2 separate regions of the Gossypium hirsutum genome follow, and region 1 is linked to region 2. Evidence: chromatin contacts called from public Hi-C data. All regions are on one chromosome and are shown on one strand. Each heading gives the region's core, a stretch centred on a gene start, on an enhancer-like site or on the middle of the called end of the contact. The rest is flanking DNA. Distances are from core to core; before and after follow the strand shown.

Region 1 (2,883 bases), core at 100-2,599, 73 kb before region 2:
ATCTTCCTTTAAATAGCAAAGATATATAATAAAATATAGGAATAAATTTAATGGAAATTATATGTATAAAATAATATAAGATTAATAATATACATGGAATAAAATTAACCTTATCATGAATTATTTATATATACAATAATGTACAAAAACATTTATAAAAAAAATATTATCTAAAATGTTAAAATAATATGATATAAAAAGGAATTTAAAAATAATAATTTTGAAAAAAACAAAGTAAACTTATCAAGGTAATTCAAAATGTATATAAAAAAATAAAAAAATAAAAGATGAATGCTAAAAGGATTTTTTTTTTTAAAAATAATGAGATATATAAATTGAAGTAAAACTTAATTGAAATGAAATCAAATTAGAAGGGATAATTAATAAATATAAAAAACTATTGAAATAGAAATAAGGACCAGCGTGCAACGGGTGCAAATGTATAGGGATTAGATATGAAAATATCCCAGTTTTCCAAACACTGTGCCTAGGCGCAGACCGAAACGCAAAGACACAAATTCTAGGACAAATTCAAAATAAAATAAAATGTAAATAAAGATCAATTAAAAATTCTGCGCAAAGTCAAAGGACCAGACGCGCAAATTAACCTTTCAAGGTGAAAAAGGCGCAGATTCGGCTTCCAAATGGGTTAAGGCGCAGATCCATGTTTTTACTAAACGGTGCCGTTTTTGAGCATATATATGAATCAAAACAAAAGCCCTAATAACCTCAGACTGATTATTCTTCTCAAAACAGCTTTCAAAACCATTTTCTCTCAAAATTTTTCAATCTCTTTTCCTCCTCAACCGAGCGAACCAAGAAGTTCTTCTCTCCTTGCTTCCATGTCAACAAATCGGACCCCCCTGAATCCCCATCAAAGCTTCGATTTCAACGAAGTCAACAAGGATTCGAAGGCTCCTTCTATTAGATAAGTGCTTATGCCCTTGTTTATTTTGTATATTACACACAATAATGAAAATCAAAGGGAAAAAAAAACAAAATCGAAAGAAAAAATAAACTCTAAAATCACCTCTTGAAAACTCTTTGAATTGATTTCTCCTCTTTTCATATATGCGTATATTCAACTATTATTCTCTTCGTAGAAAGAAAGGAAAAAAAATATCCCATTTACATCATTTTCCTTCGGTTTATAGCCGAAAAATAAAATAAATAAATAAAAGAAAATACAAATTCTTTGCTGTAATTCGCTGTGATCTGCTATCAATTGCTGCTTCGTTGTTTTCTGTTGCAGGTGTGCATGGCGTGGAGGAGTTATTCGTGGGCGTGAAGCATGGCGCGCGTGGAAGAATCGATTGGAGGCTGCGGCGGCTGAAGCTTCTAGTGACCTAGGGTTTCTGCCGAAAAAATTCATTAGTGTTTTGGGCCATTGGGCCTATTTTGTTTTATTCGGGTATGGGGTTTGGGTTGTTTGTTAATTAGGTTAGTTTTAGTAGTTGGGCTGAGTGGTTTGGTTTTAATAGTTAGGGTTGAGTTGTAAAAGGACTTGGACATTTAATTTATTTGGTTTATGATTTTATTTTTATTATTATTTTTTGTTTTGATTTTAGGTATGGGCCCAGGCAAATTTGGGCCTATACACTTATAACTTTCAGTACTAGGAAGCCACGCATCAATAGCAATTGAAATATTCTAACTCGTTCCCACCCTCCAACAAATCCCATTCTTCAGCAATTCTTTAGCAGCCCATACACTCTTCTAGGTATACGAAGGTAGTCGTCCTAACTCAGAATTAAGAAAATCTGTATTTAGAAAGTACTTAACTTTTATAACTTTCGTTAATATTGAATCTGGATTATTAAGAAGACGCCAACCTTGTTTAGCTAATAATGCAACATTGAATTTGGATAAACAATGAAATCCCATACCCCCATTCTCCTTCAGATCGCAAAGTCGTTCCAAGTGCACCAATGAATCCCTTTTCGCCCTCGTCCTTTTTGCCACCAAAATCGAGTCATTATGCTGTCCAATTCCACATACAAAGACTTTGGAAGTAAAAAATAGGCCATAGTGTAAGTGGGTATAGCCTGTAAAATAGATTTAATAAATAATTCCTTTCCTCATTGAGAAAGGAACCTCACATTCCAATTCTTAATCTGTTGCCTCATGCGATCCTTTACTAGCAAAAAAGAAGATTTTTTATTTTTCCCCACAAGATTCGGCAAACCAAGATATCTTTCCATATTATTTGAATTTTTCACCGCAAGAATAATGGAAACAACTCTCGTGGATTCTTCTGCAGTGTTGCTACTATAAAAAAACTGTTGATTTGTCGTAATTAACACTTTGCCCCGAGGATCTTTTGTATTGCATTAGGATTGATTTCAAAACTTGTACGCCCCACTCGCTAGCTTCTCCAAACAATATACTGTCATCAGCGAATAATATATGAGAAACTAAGAGATCCCCTCTACTTGCTTGTGCTCCCTTAATCGACCCCTTCCTCAAGGCCATCCTTATAAACCCCGAAAGGCCCTTACTACAAATTAAAAACAATAAGGGACTAAGAGGGTCCCCTTGTCTAATTCCTCTCGTCGGTTTAAATGCCCAACCACTTCTCCCATTAATAATTACTAAATATGAGACTGAAGTGACACACTTCAAAATATTTTCCACCCACAAAGTATGAAATCACATCCTTAACATCAGAGCTTTTAAAAAATACCACTCCACCCTATCATACGCTTTGCTCATGTCTAACTTAAGTGCCATAAAACCTTTCTTCCCAATTTTTTTTTGTCTAAAGGTATGAAAAATCTCATAAGCAAGGAACATGTTATCCAAAATTAATCTATCAGGCACAAAGGCACTTTGGGCACCATCACTGCAACTACTTATAATGCTTTTGAATCGATTCACGATCAT
Region 2 (2,765 bases), core at 18-2,517:
GAAGAAAGGGTTTCTGAAACTCGATCGTCTCTTGATTAGGAAACGAAAAAAGTTAGATTTAAAGATGGTGAAGGTGATGAGGATGTTGATATGTTCGTGGACTTGGAACCGAGGCCAAAGGTATCCTAGAAACATAAGTTGATTGGAACAAGGTTTTCTAACCATGAGGAGGTTAATAGACGTACAAAAGGTGATAGTGTTGAAGATATCGAGTTTCTAGAAGAAGATGTTATAAAACTATGGTCAATGGAATCCCAACTATAGAATTCTCACATCGTATCCAAAAGATCCTTTTTTAAAGAAATGGTGACAACGGTTGCGCTAAAGTTACTAGGCGAAATATTGGATACACAACCCTTCATAATCGGATCAGTAGCCTTTGGCGACCATCAAAACCAATTCACCTAATGGACATTGAATACGGGTATTTTTTGGAAAAATTCCAGTGTATGGAAGATTTTACCAAATTCCTTTCATAAGGACCATGGATTATTTATGATCAATACCTTACTGTGCAGCCATGGACCAAATATTTCGACTCCAAAAAACCTTGCCCGAGTGTGGTTCTGGCATGGATCAGATTATCGGGTCTTCCAGAATTTATGTATAAAAGGAGAATTCGGGAAGCAGTTGGCGGTTTGGTGGGCAAGGTAGCCCAGCTTGATTTCAACGTAGATAGCAAAATCAGACCTTGTTTTGCTAGAATGGTTGTTTTTCGTAAATCTTGATAGATCATTGGTGTCTCGAATATGGGTGAGAGGAGAATAACAGCAGGTAGAATATGAAACTTTGTCGACCATTTGATTTTCGTGTGGCAATTACGGACACTTGAAAGAGATGTGCCCAGCACCGGTGGGGAAGTCGAATAATGTGAAGGAAAAAACCAGTGGGACTTTGGGATCGTCTGAGCCGGTTAACTGTAATGAGGAGGCGACGTACGAGCCTTGGATGGTGGTGGAGCGGAGAAATGGGCGGGGGCAGAAAAAAATGCGGAATCAAAGGGAAGGGGTTTCAAACAAAGTAAGTTCAGGATCGAGATTTCTGGCCCTAAATGATTTAGAAAATCTGGAGAAAGATAATGGTGCTGTAAATGAGGCAATGTCGGGTAAATCTGGAGCTAAAATCAGGTGATTTAATAAATCTGTTTCAAAAACCTTGGGGAAAGGAGCCTCTATTTTAAATAATGGAGGTGTTGGGTCTGTGAAAGAGCCAAGAAGTGGGGTGGGTCAGAGCCTGTTAGTAAATGGACCAAGGCTTGGTGGGTCTTGTAGGGAATGAATAACAATGTTGGACCAGCATCAGGTTGGTGGTGGACTTGGCCCATAAAAAACAGTGCAGGTTAATATGGAAAATGGGCTTTTGGCAATGGAGAATATTGAATTTGGGGAAAGTAAGGGGGAGATTAAGACTTGGGCTTGAGGACCGTTGGGAGCACTACTTTAGACATAGCAATTCGGCAGGCTAAGATTGGTTTTTTGTTGATTGTTGGGTAGGGACCAGGTATTGGTGGGATTAGTTCAGTTAAAAAAAATTTCGGGGTGGGTCGTGATTATTTCTGACCCAAAAGAGCGACAAAATGAATCAGGCATGGACGTGGCAAATTTAGACGTTAATGGGCAGCTGGGTAATTTATTAAAGGCCCTCTTTAATTGTTCTAATTTTTCTAATGAATCCCTTAATACCATTACACACTTTAATCCAACCTTTGAAGAATAGGAGGGGAAGATGGTGGTCTTATATAATTCTAAACTTGACCTAGGAAAACACTCATTTGTTGTCTTCAAGGAAAATGCTAATCCAAATAATGGAGAAGCTTTGGGGGATGATATAACAGACGAGAGTGGGAAAAATTTTTCTTTTTTCAAAACTTAAGGTTCAGGTGATAAAGGCGGTTCGAGCCGAAATGGCAAAAAACTCAATCAAACCATCCGTAATCGGGAGGACAAGTTTAAATTGGTTGCTATTGCCCGAGTTCCTTTGACTGAATTTTTAAACTCTATGGTTGAGTTAATTAATGCTCAACTAGACATGGAAATGGACAAAGGGCTAGAGGCTTTCAAAGGAAATCATACATCAGGGTCGGGGAACTCCAAGCAGTAAGGTTGGTATCAATCCTATTTTTATTTTTTATGGATTTGATAGTTTTCTCCTGGAATTGTCAAGGATGTGCTAGTTTGAAATTTTCTCACATTTTCCTTGTGTACAGTAGAAAACATAAGCTTGATATTGTTAACTTATTGAAGACGAAGGTTAATGGCTTTAAAGTAAAAAAGATTATAGCTAGCTTTGGTTTTCATTATTTTCACCGAGTAAAAGCTATCAATTTTTCGAGAGGTATTTGGGTCAAATTGGACTTAATATATGTTAAGATTATCCGTAGTAATCTTCAATTCATTTGCATTCGGGTTCTGAAAGGAAATTCTACCTTGTAACAGCCCAATTTCATTGGTGTCAAAAACAGTGGTTTCGGGACCACAATTCCAACTAATGAGTTTTTTTTAATATTTATTTAATGCCTGTGGGATTATCTTAAGGTCGTATTAAAGTTTCGTTAAGAAATTTTAAAGTTTAAATGGTTAATTATGTAAAAAAGACTAAATCGTAAAGGTTGCAAAAGTTGGTATCTATTAGTTAAATGGGTTAAATGGCTATGGAAAGGTAAATTTGTAATACTCCACACTCATGCCCTATGCCAGGACGGAATACAAGGCATTACTAAACTTAAACACATGCATTCAAACATTTCCGAGTCATCAAGACTTGAT

Evidence for each region. A called contact is a pair of places that touch in the nucleus more often than the background predicts.
Region 1: a Hi-C map of leaf shows a contact between it and region 2, with 3 times the contacts expected there. The contact joins two enhancer-like sites. A contact is called at or near these places in 14 of 34 Hi-C or Micro-C datasets (anther, callus, fibers and 3 more).

Annotation. Positions count from the first base shown.
Region 1 is chrA06:107,490,472-107,493,354 of Gossypium_hirsutum_v2.1, reverse strand. No RefSeq gene overlaps it. Among protein-coding and RNA genes, the nearest start is that of LOC107961802, 4.2 kb to the left of the region's middle. Within about 2 kb of position 1,349, at least 9 of the 9 cell types and tissues checked have an H3K27ac peak or open chromatin away from gene starts, as enhancers often do. A contact at or near this core is called in fibers, hypocotyl and leaf, where this site is marked.
Region 2 is chrA06:107,417,798-107,420,562 of Gossypium_hirsutum_v2.1, reverse strand. No RefSeq gene overlaps it. Among protein-coding and RNA genes, the nearest start is that of LOC107963391, 35 kb to the right of the region's middle. Within about 2 kb of position 1,267, at least 8 of the 9 cell types and tissues checked have an H3K27ac peak or open chromatin away from gene starts, as enhancers often do. A contact at or near this core is called in fibers, hypocotyl and leaf, where this site is marked.